Regions from separate parts of the Hordeum vulgare genome. Here region 1 is linked to region 2. Evidence: chromatin contacts called from public Hi-C data. All regions are on one chromosome and are shown on one strand. Each heading gives the region's core, a stretch centred on a gene start, on an enhancer-like site or on the middle of the called end of the contact. The rest is flanking DNA. Distances are from core to core; before and after follow the strand shown.

Evidence for each region. A called contact is a pair of places that touch in the nucleus more often than the background predicts.
Region 1: a Hi-C map of seedling shows a contact between it and region 2, with 1.9 times the contacts expected there. The contact joins the promoter of LOC123407128 here to the promoter of LOC123408635 in region 2. A contact is called at or near these places in 1 of 6 Hi-C or Micro-C datasets (seedling) and 1 of 1 datasets of contacts at active chromatin or transcription factors (embryo).

What each region holds. Positions count from the first base shown.
Region 1 is chr7H:497,106,939-497,114,427 of MorexV3_pseudomolecules_assembly, forward strand. LOC123407128 (lactoylglutathione lyase) reads right to left here and starts at 6,075. Exons shown (of 9, transcript XM_045100189.1): 1 at 5,879-6,075; 2 at 4,861-4,991; 3 at 4,647-4,771; 4 at 4,364-4,428; 5 at 4,068-4,283; 6 at 3,905-3,952; 7 at 3,716-3,823; 8 at 3,484-3,636; 9 at 2,307-2,493. The coding sequence starts at 4,979. The coding sequence ends at 2,452.
Region 2 is chr7H:496,778,072-496,785,293 of MorexV3_pseudomolecules_assembly, forward strand. LOC123408635 (UDP-galactose/UDP-glucose transporter 3-like) reads right to left here and starts at 1,769. Exons shown (of 7, transcript XM_045101697.1): 1 at 1,559-1,769; 2 at 1,360-1,457; 3 at 1,110-1,246; 4 at 496-526. The coding sequence starts at 1,719.

The sequences.
Region 1 (7,489 bases), core at 4,825-7,324, 330 kb after region 2:
AGCCCATAAGGCCCCTCGGGGCGTGACACCCCTCCCGATGGTCCCCGGTACCCTCCCGGCACTCCCGGTACACTACCGATGAGCCTGAAACTTTTCCGGTGACCAAAACAGGACTTCCTATATATCAATCTTTACGTCCGGACCATTCCGGAGCTCCTCGTGACGTCCAAGATCTCATCCGATACTCCTAACAACTTTCGGTTACCAACACATATAACTCAACAATACCGAAACGTCACCGAACCTTAAGTGTGCAGACCCTGCGGGTTCGAGAACTATGCAGACATGACCGAGACACCTCTACGGTCAATAACCAATATAGGGACCTAGATGCACATATTGGCTCCTACATATTCTACGAAGATCTTTATCGATTGAACCTCTATGTCAAGGATTCAGTTAATCTCGTATGATGTTCCCTTTGTCCTTCGGTATGTTACTTCCCGAGATTCGATCATCGGTATCTCTATACCTAGTTCAATCTCGTTATCGGCAAGTCTCTTTACTCGTTCCGTAATACAAGATTTTGTGGCTAACTCCATAGTCACATCGCTTGCAAGGCTTATTGTGATGTTGTATTACCGAGTGGGCCCCAAGATACCTCTTTGTCATACGGAGTGACAAATCCCAGTCTCAATTCACTCCAACCCAACAGATACCTTCAAAGATACCTGTAGAGCAACTTTATAGTCACCCAGTTACGTTGCGACGTTTGATACACACAATGTGTTCCTCCGATGTCCGGGAGTTGCATGCTCTCATGGTCATAGGAACAGATACATTGACATGCAGAAAACAGTAGCAATAAACTGACACGACCATATGCTACGTTTATAGTTTAGGTCTTGTCCATCACATCATTCTCCTAATGATGTGACCCCGTTATCAAGTGACAACACTTGTCTATGGCTAAGAAATCTTAACCATCTTTGATCAACGAGCTAGTCAACTAGAGGCTTACTAGGGACAGTATTTTGTCTATGTATCCACACATGTATTTGACTTTCCAATCAATACAATTATAGCATGGATAATAAACGATTATCATGAACAAGGAAATATAATAATAACCAATTTATTATTGCATCTAGAGCATATTTCCAACATGTAGAAGGTCTGGAAGAGGGCCAACAAGGGCATCACCCCCAGAAAGCCCTTGCAGAGATAGGCGAAGGTGGCAAGGAGGAAGACGGAGTTGGGATGGAGATAGAGCGTGTGCATATGTAGTGCTCTAGAACCGCGCTGGAGAAGTATAAGAACGGAGGGAGCAGACCTCCAAAGGTGGAGAGGAAGAAGAATGGGAACGTCGTCACTGACAGCTCCCTGGTCGGCATCGAGCCCGACCAGATCTTGGTGGCCTTGTGCTCATTATGAGCGCTGGCCATAACAGGGGTGAGCTTCTGCAGCCTTCTTGGCTCTTGATGGTGGAGGGCAACACCGTCGGCTCCACCTGCGCCCCGTTGGCGGCGGTGCTCCTCTTCAGCGCCATGGTGGCGGAGAAGCAGCGGCGGAGATGAAGGAGGAGGCAGAGAAGTAGAGCGCGAGCGGTGTGTGCGCAAGGAAGGAGAAGCAGCGCGCAAGGGAGGCGTCTGGAGGAAGGCAAGCAATGATGGTCTTGCCCGACAATCTTAAGGCACTTACCGAGGCGTCGTTGGAGAAGTGGGTATGTCCTGTCCCATCGCTGCTGACACGCGTCATCTCATGGCCCGGTAGTTCGTCACGACTCGCGGCACTTCGACCCATGCCGTTTCGTGCTCCACTCGCGGAACATACACACCACACGCACCGGGCTACTGTCAATGCAGTGGAACCAGGGTACCATGGCCCATTTACTGTCGGCCCAGCAGCTCAACAAAGGCAAAAAGGAAAAGCGATTCATTTTGGAAAAAAGATAAGGTAGGAAGTGTTCGTGGCTGTGGGAGACACAATGGAGATTGATCACACGGCGCGATCAGTCCAATCTTCTGCCAGTGCGGCGAGTTTAAGCATTTTCCTTTTTCTTTGGAAATAAATGGTTGCAAGGTTATGGTGCAGGGATGCTGGGCGATCTCTTTTCTTTCTCTGGATCGGGTATACTATCCGCTGTAGGTGAGCATCTTCCTCCTTTTCCCACACTATAATCTCTCACAATCTAGTACCGGGTTAATGTTTTAACCAGAACTAACAATCAACTTTGTAGTTATAACCAAAATGCAAGCAACTTAATAACACTAGGCCAATGACGGCATGGGCATAACACTAGGCCAATGACGGCATGGGCATAACACTAGGCCAATGACGGCATGGGCATGCGGTAGTTGCTTTTATTTTTATTCGTCGAGCGGAAGAGGCTGCCTTTTTATTACATCGCACACAGACCATTTGCTACATGAGGTTTGTTTTATTACATCACACAGACCATTGCTACATACGGTTCCTCCTCACGACACTAACATCTGAGCCTGCTCATCTTCAGTGCAGCTCCTTGAGGAAGTCTGCGTAGTCCACCAGAACCTACAACCGGAGGAATAACATTAGTCACGTACTGATACTGTGGCTGGCTGGTTGCAAAAGATAAGTCATTTTCAGTAGTAAAAGCAACCACTACATCAGTTAGTAACCACGCCTGCAACCCAGTTTACATACAGGGTTTAAGAAATCATGTTCAGTATTAACAATCATGCTGCAGCGAAATTTGAGGTGAAGTTCCACCTCACTTGATTAATTTGCTTTGCTACGCCTAGGATGCATACCAGCCTCGATTGTGTTCTGCTAACTAAGTGGGTGACGCCTCAAAACTGTTAAAGTTTATTCTCTAGACAATAGATGATGGTGACACAACTGGAGGAACTACAGCTCAGACTATTAATATAAACCTCTATAAGATTATGTTGTTTTCCAAGTTCTATTTTATTTTACGAAGTAACAATTGTCCTTGAAGGTGCCAATCCAAGAGGTCTCTGAAACTATGTACTCTCTCCGTCTCTGAAAAGGTCTATAATCTTTTTTTGATGTCAAACGGTGCAAGGTTTGACCAAGTTTGTAGTATAAATTATGAAAAACTATGGTACCAAATTAATATTAATATTATTAGGTACACAGTAAAATATATTTTCATAACATATCTATTTAGTAGATATTGTAGTTATAGATAGTTTTTCTTACAAACATGGTCAAACTATGTACGGTTTGACTTCAGACAAATTTATAGGCCTTCTTTTCAGAGACAGGAGGGAGTATGTACCAACTGGCAATAGTTCGTTTCTAGAGAGGAACTAGCAATTAAGCTGTGACTACAGTAGTTGTGCAGGCCAATTGAATTGTCCTTCGTTTCGTTTCAAATTAATTCATTTAACTGCCAAAGTACATTGACTACGGTAAGCTCTTCAAATTTTAAACCAATCATTGACTACAGCAAGCACATCTTGAATTCATAATTAACTGTTAATGACCCCCTCGATTCAAATAAAGCAGTGTTATGCACAAGACATCCAGAAGACATACCACTTTCCAGCCATCTGGGTCAAGGAAAGAGGTGATTTTGGTGTTCAGCCCCGGTAGTGGCCCTGGCTGCCTTAGAATCTTTCCACCTAGTTCTTTGGTAACCAGCTCAACTGCTTCGGCGCTCTTGTACACATCGTCAGTGCCAATAGCAACCTGCACTTAGGCAACACAATAATTAAGAAATGCCAAAACTTAGAAAAGGAAATAAGCGCAGAAGAAAACCTGTCAATACCTGAGCATATGCATTGCCCTTGTTATATTCCGTGACACCATAGTTGTATGTCAACTCCAGAACAGTGGTCTTGTCCTCCTCAGCATAGCCCATCATGGCAATGGTGTACTGCACAAATCATAAATATGCTCAGTGTATCAAAATTTAGAGGACAAATGGCATCAACACAACAATTGTCATGTGATGTACCTTATACTGAGGCACATCCTTCTTCCTCAGAAGCTTCATCCCAAGGGCCTGCATAAAAGTCAAATGTTAGAATATCCCATATAAAACTATAGTTCTAGAGAATATACAGAAAGGATACTGTCTCTTAACATTTCAAACAACCTCCCATTTTACAAAACAATACCTTCTCGTAGAACATGATAGCCCGATCAAGGTCACCAACACGAAGCATAACTTGACAGAGAGGCTCAGGCGTCGGACCCCTCTGGATAAGCTCAAACAAGTAACCATCTGGGTCTTGTGCAAAGGCAATCACAGTGGACCCTCCCTTGACAGGACCAGGTTCACGAGTGATCTTACAACAATCAGATGATTTAATTGTCTCAGACAGCTTGTACACCTGCATTGCATCCATGACATCAAACAAGCCCAAGGGTCTGTAACATAAAGGGTAAGATGTTGCAGGTAAACAATACATACATCCTCATTTGCGATGGCAAAATGTCCAAAGCCCGCTCCAATGTCGTACTTGTCAACACCATAATCTATCAAACGAGAACGAGCATATTAGCACAACAGGAGGTGGCAAACAATGACAGTATAGTCCCACAAAATAGTTTATCGGTTCATATGTAGAGAGAAGAACAAGGCCCCGTTAGTTTGCCAGTCTTCTCACTGAGGTGGATACACACTTTGCCCAAACATTAACAAGAATATCAAACCGGCTGCATTAGAAACAACTGTGAGTGGACGATGAACATACTGTAAGTCAGCTCAAGTGCAAAATTAGTATCCTCAGGTCCAAACCCAAGAAACGCATTGGTGTACTTCTCTTCTGGGACATCTCTTTTCCTCAGCAGCTTCATCCCAAAGCATTCTGTGTAACACCTATGAGAATTAAGTCACCCGCATTAGCCCAAACATACTAGTAATGATATTGCAAATATCACCGTCTACCAAAAGCATAGCCAACATACTTAATGGTTTTGTCAAGATCTCCCACACGGTAAACAGCATGCAGCATCCTCTTTTTGTCCTGCTTAGGCCATTCCAGCACGGCCTCGGCGGACTTTCCAGCTTCGCTACCGGTAGCCATCCCTGTTGTCACCTGTAAGAGTTGTTATGCACTCAATTATTATAGCAAGGAAAGAGGTAAGAGCATCTGTAGCAGCTTGTGTGTGTGTGTATATATATATATATAGACAATGGTCCAAAACGATTCCCTCTCAAAATTTCTAGTTTTCCAGCAGATTGTCTATACTCTCTCCTATATATCGTATACTCCCTTCGTTCCTAAATATAAAACCTTTTAGAGATTCTACTATAGAATCCATACGGAGCAAAATAAAAGAATCTACACTCCAAACTAAGTCTATAGTGAAATCTCTAAAAGGTCTTATATTTAGGAACAAAGGAAGTAAAAGCAAAAGAATACAGTAGCAACAGCACTCCTCTATCAAAATTATCCTAACTAAATACTGCACCTCCCTAAAAGCAAAAGAATACAGTAGTGAGTAACAGCAGCATCACTGGATAAATTAGCAGCAACTAGCGGCAGGACTGGATAAATAAGTAGCGCCCCCAAATCCCTGCGCTGAGGCGAAAGGATCCCAATCCATCCATGAGCACCTCCCCCACAGCCCAGCCGCTACCACGCCAGGAAGATGTTCTGCTAAATCAAAGTAAAAATAAAAATAAAAACCAGCAAACTGCACGCATAGTTGGATTGGGGGTGGTTCTAAAAAATCCGGATCGGGGGTTTTCCCATGATTCACTCTGTTTTCCAAAAATCCTCCCCAGACGCAGTGCTTGAAACAAATCAAACTACATACAGATACGAATCCAAATAAGAAAGGGAAGGAGGCCATCTATCAGAAACCTGTAAGAAATCTACAAGCAGACATTAAAGGAACGGCGAATCGGAAAACTACGCACCGGCGCGTAAAGGAAGCAAGCGGAAGAGAGGACGAAGGAGATGGATTTGGGGATGCTCACCCCGGAAATACGATCCGGCAGAGATCCGTCCCACGCTGATGAGGAGCTCAGTCTAGAGGCTTCCAAGGAGAAGAGAGTCCGGCACCGATACTTATGATTGCGTTGATGGCGACGTGGTACCTCCTCACAGGCTGTAAAAGCGCATCCCTCCCACTAAAGCTGGCCAGATGGGCTGTGGGCGCGTGTCGGCATGGATGGGCCTGGCCCAGCAAGGTTACAAATGGGCCATGCCGGCACTCAAGATAAGATTGACATGCACGGAAGCAAAGAGCGCTTCTTCGGGGAGCCTTAAGAGCATCTCCACTCGCACATCCCCTTCCAAACATGCTCTTTTGCGTGACTTTTTAACGTCGATGGTGTAAAATCGATTCAGTCGCGTCTTTAAGAGGTCGTTTTTCGTCGATTCGGGTCGAAATTGGACCGACAGTCCCAAACCGAACCCAGCGTGCTGGGGTCGTCCGGGGCACTGGCGGAAAACGTTTTGGCGCGAAAAAACATTGGGCCTGCCAAGTCAGCGTGTGGTCGCACGTTCGTCGTCCTCATTGCCTCGTTTCCCGCAGGAACCAATGTGAAGGATGCGTCGCCGGTCAGCCTTCCATTGATTCATGGGCGGCACAGTGAAGGTGCGGCGACGAGCGTCCCGACGACGCACGTCCCGTCGGCTCCTGCCACGTGTTCACACACCGCCGCTTCGCGTGCCCGCCCGCTCGCTGCTATATAAGGTGACCCACCCCCTGCCGGTGGCCACACGCTTCTCCCCGCCGACGCTCTCTCCTCTTCTTCTTCGCCACCGACGCCTTCTCTTCTTCTCCTCCCCAATGGGCGAAGGCTACCCTAGCGATGGAGCTGCCGCCAATGGCTTCGGCCGCCTCGGCGACCCAGGACAGGGGAGCAGCAAGGACGGCACTCCAGCGGGCGGCAACGGCGATGACGGCAACGGCGACTACACCGCCTTCTACAAGCTCCTCGGCAGGTAGAAGGCAGCGGCGACGGGCGACGGCGACTTTAGCTTAGTTTTAGTTTTAATTTAATGTTTATTTATGTTTTTCTAGTTTTTGTACAAATTTTAATGAAGCTATGAATTTCGTATGAATTTTGCTGAGTTTTGGCCAAATTTGGGGCGATTTAAAAAAAAGTAAACCCTTTCGGGAGACCATTGGGGCGACTGCGAACCCGAGCCCCCCACCCCCTAGGCGACCCTGTTTCACGGCCTTGGAGGGGCGAACGACTGAAGATGCTCTAAGGGTCCCTTGGGGTGGTGAAAGCGTGCCTCTTGCACGTTCTTAGCCGCCGGCGCGTGTCATATCCTAAACTTTTTTTAAATTTTTCTTCATAAATTTTCGCACCTGTTTTTAGGTTTTTAGATGGTTTTTTTTGGGTTTTTTGGCTTTTCGGTTTCCCTGGTCTTTCTAAGCTTTTGGAAAGAAAAAAATCAAAAACAAATTGTATTAAAAAAATGTGTTTTTTTCATGGGAGACATGGTTTTGCTTTTGCGACAGAGACGGATTTGCTTTCACGAGAGAGGCAGATTTGCTTTCACGAGAGGCATGACCGTGCCTCTCTAAAATAGAAAAAAAATCTTTCGCAAGAGGTGCCTTTCTGAAACGAAAA
Region 2 (7,222 bases), core at 519-3,018:
GGCAAAATGGAACAAAATGCTCCTTGTGATACAAAATGACCCACTCTCCGCACATGCTTGATTGGAAAATGGAAATGAAGTTCCAAAAGTTTCAGTAGTGTACAGAGATTTGTCTGAGAGTCTACTTTAGTTATTTTCAGACATTTTCATGAACCAAAAATAAAATCCTAGTTCGTTTTTGGCGGCTGCATATACTTGACAGTTAGTGGGCATAGCAATAGTAGCTCATGTATAAATTTCCTCTACATTCGACTGGGAGACGATGATCCAGAATAACCTTGAGACCCCATTTGTTTGTTTTAAGCCCCTGGTTAATAATACTGATGACATGCACAGTTTTGGATATTCATAAAAAGGTGTAGTTAACTACTTAACTTTACTCAGTAAATGATGAAGTGGACTGGCGCACCAATCACAAGTCATTATATGCAGCATTCATATAAAAAAAGTGTAAATAAAAACTGCATTGTATGCATAAATATATGCAAAACTCACCTGGAATCATCTTAGAAGATTTTGCCAAGACCTGTTACAGACAGAAAATAGTTCAAGATCCTTTATCTCCAGTAGTTTTGGGCATCATTAAAAAGAACAGCAATATTTCGTCAATTGGAAATGCATCTTTGATATTTAACTAAATCATCAAATTCCAATTCCACACAAGGTTGAGATATGATCATATGAAGCAGGCGTGTTACCAGTTTTCTGATAGTTATGGATAAATTAGTATAATGTCATGCACTCTTGCGTATAGTATTAAACATAGGTTGAAAAATATCAGTATACCCAAGATTGTACATCAATGTGACATCCAGTGGTAACTAAGTACTCGTTTTTATTTTCTGATAGTTATGGATAAAAAAGTGAGCACCCCCAATGGAGTATCCCGTTTAGGTTTGTAAGCCCATACTGCTGCCTTAGAACTCCAATCAGCCATTGGCCAATTTCTTAGCACAGTTAACTAACTCAAGACTAGAACATTTGTACTCCATAACCACCACTTACTACATTAACGATTAGCCCAATCAACACCTAATTGCAAATACAGCATCCACATAGAATCCCATACACCCAAGAAGCTGAGACGGCAAAAGCAGCAAGATCCAAACCTGAGCCGGGTAGCTGATGTACTTGAGCGCCTCGATCCCCATGGTCGGGCCGATGGTGTTGGTGATGCTGACGCCCCAGTACTTCAGAAGAGGCGCCCGCCCGGCAGGACTGCTACCACCCGACCACAGCTTGATCACTGCAGGAACCGACCAAAGTCACGACCCCTTCACACGCAATCGTCGTCCACGAGCAGCGAAATCGCGGCCGCATTCGGTGAGAAATGCAAAAGCGCAGCTCGAGGGTGCTCACTTATGAAGGACCAGACGAAGCAGACCACGTTCTGCGCGAAGTTGAGGAACGCGAGGTGGTCGAACCGCCGCTCCTCTGGCCCGAATCGCTTCGTCGATCTGAGCCGATGGGGAAAGCAGAGAACCCGGCGAAGTCAGCCATGTTTCTCTCTGTCGCGAGCCAACACCATTGGGGATGGGGGGAGAGAGAGGGTGCTTACAGCGTCTCCTGGAGGATCCCCTGGGTGATGTAGGATGACCAGATCCCGCCGACGCAGAAGGCGAGCACGGCCACGCGCGAAGCCAGGCTGCCGCCGCCGTCGACGCGGGGGCGGCTTCGGACCCCGCCTCCCCGGCCTTGGCCCTTCCGCGCGGACACCATGGCGCGTTCGTTCGTGTGGCCTTCGCCGGCGAGGGGGATCGGTTGCACGCTCCCGGGGGTCAGAGAAGGCAAGTGTTATAGCAGTTGGGCGCAACCGCGGAAAAGGAGAGCGCGCGTCAGAGGATTGACGTGGCGTGGTGTGGTTGGGCGGAAGGTGCCAGCGGGGACGCCGTATTGGCTGGGTTGGCGTGGAAGGACCAGTCCGAGTCTCTGAGGCTGTGTGGGTCTGAGCTCAACTCTTCTCGATTTTTCTTCAGATCAGAGTTTAGAGCATCTCAAGCAGATTCGTATATCCCGGCCCAAAAAAAACCGTTTATAACGGTTTGTAACAATGGTGATATTTTAAAAATATCATATAGAATAAATGATGAGATAAAGAAGAGAAACTCATAAACAAGAGGTGATCTCTTAGCACAATATGTCTCACCATGTTTTTAGGAATAGGTAGTAACTAGCAAAAGGGTCCGTGCGTTGCAACGGAAGAAAAAACAATTATAATATTCAATGATGCTGATCATATTATGTTTTTAAATTTTAGAATATTTCTTGAAATGGATGAACATTTTTTGAATTAGCAAACATTTTTCTAATTGCACTCAAAAAATAATACACAAACCTTTTTCAAAATCATGGCATTTTATTATTTTCACCAACATTGTTCTCAAAATTATGAATATTTTTCTGAATATGTGAATCTTTTTACAAAAATCCCGAGCATTTTTTGAATTCACAAACATTTTATGTTTTCTTCAAACTTTTATTTCAAAATTCTGAATATTTTATTTCAAAATTCTCAGTTTCTTAAAATTGAGAAAGGTTATTCGAAATTTTAAATTATTTAAAGTAGAAAAACAAAATGGAACTGGAAAGAAAAATTAAAAACTAAACTAAAAAAACAGGCGCCCACGCATGGGCCGGCACAAACAGGTGTGTTGCATCGTTTTTCAATGGCGAGAGCGTAATATAGGAGGCGCCTACATGGCCCGGCTCAGTTCGAAGATTTTCCTGTTTGAAACGTTTTTTATGACTTATAGTGACATTGGTGGGTAATTTTAGCTAACTTTAGGGGCAATTTTAATGACGTACGGCAGAAGCAATATTTGTTTTATTAATAGGTAAGATTGAAGATAAGACTAAGAGGTGATCCATTATTAAAAAAATGTCATCTCTAAATTACATGTAAGACTTAAGATAAGATCATCGTATCAATCATTGTACATGTCCTAAAACATAACGTGAGACCTCAAACAGACCCCGTAAATTCGTCCCATAAAACTATAAGACCTTCAACGAAACATAACCCGAAAATTTTGTCCGACAAATGTTTTATCCGTGCTAGAGGCCTTGCGGTACCGTAAAGAAAAGTATAGAACAAATACACACGAGTGCTTGCGTATGAATACACAAAGTTTGTATATATATCACTAGTCCATCACATCCAAAATCATGTATAACATACGAGATAGCAAGTTTGTGTGATCAAACAAAATAAAGCATGATCAAATGACCAATTGATACGTCCAAAATGCATCATTATTTTGTATCATAATTTGTCTCTATTCATTGATATATTTCACAATATGATGATGTACTTATAGTGTTTTGGCTTATTTTACATAGTTTACAACTTTCCGGTGCCGAAACAGCAGACGCGGGATTCAGCGGAGAAAATAGCATGAAGAGTTACCATATCAGAACATCTCCAACTGCGCTGAAATTTACGAGGAAGAGGTTTCCGAACGAATCACGAAGACAGAACGAAGAAGGGCCGGAGGGGGCCCACCAGGCACCCAGGCGACCTGGTGGCGCGGGTCACCCCTAGGCCGCGCCCAGAGGCCGCCTGGGTGGTGGGTCCCGCCTCCGGTGCTCTCCTTTGGCCTATATGACCCTTGTGACCTACAAGTTTCGGGGACAGAAGTTTTTTCGGAGTTCCGCCGCCGCTCCGGGGCGGAAACCTACAGAGAAGAAAAGACCTTTCCGGCGGACAGATTCTGCCGGGGAGAACTCCTCCCGGAAGGGGAGATCGTCCTCATCGTCATCACCATCGTCACGGGCATCATCGAGATCATCATCACCATCATCACCATCATCATCATCACCAGCACCATCTCCATCTTCACCCCGTCTCACTTTACCATAGCAATCGGAGTTGTATCTTGCACTATTCATCCCCTCTACTCTACCGGTGTTGATTACTCTTTTGTGGTAAATTCTATTGAGTTTTGTTGGAGAATTATTGTTACGACCAGATTATTTACCATATTTTCATCACCTCTGATCATGATCTCTTTTATGTCTCGTGAGTAGTTCCTTTAGTTCTTGAGGACATGGGAGAAGTCTAGTTGCTAGTAGTCATATGATGTTGAAGTAATATGTGTTGATTGATATTTAAGTTATGGTGTTATTCTTCTAGTGGTGTTATGTGAACGTCGACTACATAATATTTCACCTTTTTAAGGACCTAGGGGAATGCATAGTGTATAAAGAATGTTTATGGTGGGTTGCCGGAGTGACAGAAACCTGAACCCCAGTTCGCATACTTTTGCATGAGGGAGTATTGGATCCTAAAGCTTATTGCTATGGTTAGGCTTTGCCTTAATTTCTGTCTTGTATTTGTGGACGCTTGCAAGGGGGATTAATCATAAGAGTGTACTTGTCTTAGCCTAGACAGTGCACTAGTTAAGATCCACCCACATAACACTTATCAATACAAAACATAGTACTAGACAGAATATGGCGAAAGCACTTGACTATCTCTCCCGTGTGTCCTCAGGAACGCCTTAGTCTTTATAAGTTTAGTTCCTCGGCTTATACTTTGTGCTCAAAAGGATTGGGCCACTTGATGCAACTCGGCACCAATTAATTTCTTGCATTTACTTCCTTGTTGCTTATACCAGAAATCCCATAAAAAGTTACCTTTCAGTACTTGCAGTTATTCCTTGCTCAAGATCACTTACCAGTACCTTCTGCTCCTCGTTGGGTTCGACACTCTACTTATCGGAAAGGCTACAATAGACCCCCTACATTTGTGGGTCATCACCAATCGGTCGTGAAGAAATCAAGCAACATCCTCATTGTTGCAAATATCATCGTCACTACCACCGTCCCTAGCACCTCCATCACCATCATGTACATCGACCTAAGAATGAGTACCACCATCTTCAATAACTTGGCCTCCAGAATGAGTACCACCACCACCATCCACATTGTTTGCCGAAGCACCACCACCACCTTCGCCACCATTACCATAAGCTTTACCACCACCACGAATGCCGAAACCAACACCACCTCTAAACCCACCTCCACCACCATTGTCAAAGCCCTAAACCCACCTTAGCAACCATTGTCGAACCCTTAACCACCTCCGAACCGACCTCCACCACCATTATCGAACCCTCCGCCACCCATGCTGAAGCCACCACCACCATTATCGAACCCTCCACCACCCATGCCGAAGCCACCATCACCAACATTACCAAAAGAAAAAAACTACAAACCCAACACCACCACCGCCATAAGATTTTGAAGCTCTATCTTTCTTCAGAACATGATATCCATTATTTTTAATTCCCAAAATTCTCTTGGAATTGCATCCACGCCCTACGGATTCACCATTATGATCCGGTCCTCCTCGATTGTCCTCTCGTCCCTCCTTCTTTGCTCCACTAGGGCAATCTTGCGCTCCTCGTAGGCACACCAATTCTCTCATTTCTCCTCCTTGTACTTCTGTTTCTTCTTGGCCATGGCCAATTTAGCATCCACATGCTTGGTTAACATGGTCTCTTTCATCTTCGCCCTCTCACCAATTTGATCTCTCAAAGTGGTTGCAACGGTGATACGTCCATTTTGCATCATGCTTTTATACCAATATTTATTGCATTATGGGCTGTTAATACACATTATGGTACAATACTTATGCATTTTCTATCTTATTTTACAAGATATACATGAAGAGGGAGAATGCCGGCAGCTGAAATTCTGGACTGGAAAAGGAGCAAATCTTAGAGACCTATTCTACACAGCTCCAAAAGTCCTGAAAAGTTACAACAAATTGTTTTGGAATATATAAAAAATAATGGGCGAAAGAAATACCGGAGGGGACCCACCAGGAGGTCACAAGCCAGGGGGCGCGACCTACCCCCTCCTCGCGTCGTGTAGGCTTGTGGGCCCCCTGGCAGGCCTCCGGTGCCCATCTTCTGCTCTATGAAGGGTTTTGACCTGAAAAAAAAATCATATCAGACCTTTCGGGATGACGCACCGCCGTCTCGAGGTGGAACTTCATAAGAACCAAACTAGAGCTCCGGTGGAGCTATTCCATCGGGGAAACGTCCCTCCCGGAGGGGGAAATCGAAGCCATCGTCATCTCCAATGATCCTCTCACCGAGAGGGGGTCAATCTCCATCAACATCTTCATTAGCACCATCTCCTCTCCAAACCCTAGTTCATCTCTTGTGTTCGATCTTTGTCTCAAAACCTTAGTTTGGTACCTGTGGGTTGCTAGTAGTGTTGATTACTCCTTGTAGTTGATGCTAGTTGGTTTATTTGGTGGAAGATTATATGTTCAAATCCTTAATGATTATTAATACTCCTCTGATCATGAATATGAATATGCTTTATGAGTAGTTACGTTTGTTCCTGAGGACATGGGATAAGTCCTGTTATAAGTAATCATGTGAATTTGGTATTCATTCGATACTTTGATAAGATATATGTTTTCTCTCCTCTAGTGGTGTCATGTGAACGTAGACTACATGACACATCACCAATATTTGGGCCTAGAGGAAGGCATTGGGAAGTAATAAGTAGATGATGGGTTGCTATACTGATAGAAGCTTAAACCCTAGTTTATGTGTTGCTTCGTAAGGGGCTGATTTGGATCCATATGTTTAATGATATGGTTAGATTTATATTAATTCTTCTTTTGTAGTTGCGAATGCTTGCGAGAGAGGCTAATCATAAGTGGGGTGTTTGTCCAAGTAAAGGCAGCACCCAAGCACCGGTCCACCCACATATCGAATTATCAAAGTAGCGAACGTGAATCATATGAGCATGATGAAAACTAGCTTGACATAAATTCCCATGTGCCCTCGGGAGCGATTTTCTTTATATAAGAGTCTATCCAGGCTTGTCCTTTGCTACAAAAAGGATTGGGCCACCTTGCTGCACCATTGTTACATTTTTTACTTGCTACCCGTTACGAATTACCTTATCAAAAAACTATTTGTCACCGATAATTTCAGTGCTTGCACAGAATACCTTATTGAAAACCGCTTGTCATTTCCTTCTGGTCCTCATTGGGTTCGACACTCTTACTTATCGAAAGGACTAGATAGATCCCCTACACTTGTGGGTCATCAAGACAATTTTCTGGCGATGTTGCCAGGGAGTGAAGCGCCTTTGGTAAGTGGAACTTGGTAAGGAAAAAATATATATTGTGCTGAAAATTACTGTCACTTGTCACTATGGAAAATAATCCTTTGAGGGGCTTGTTCGGGGTAACTTC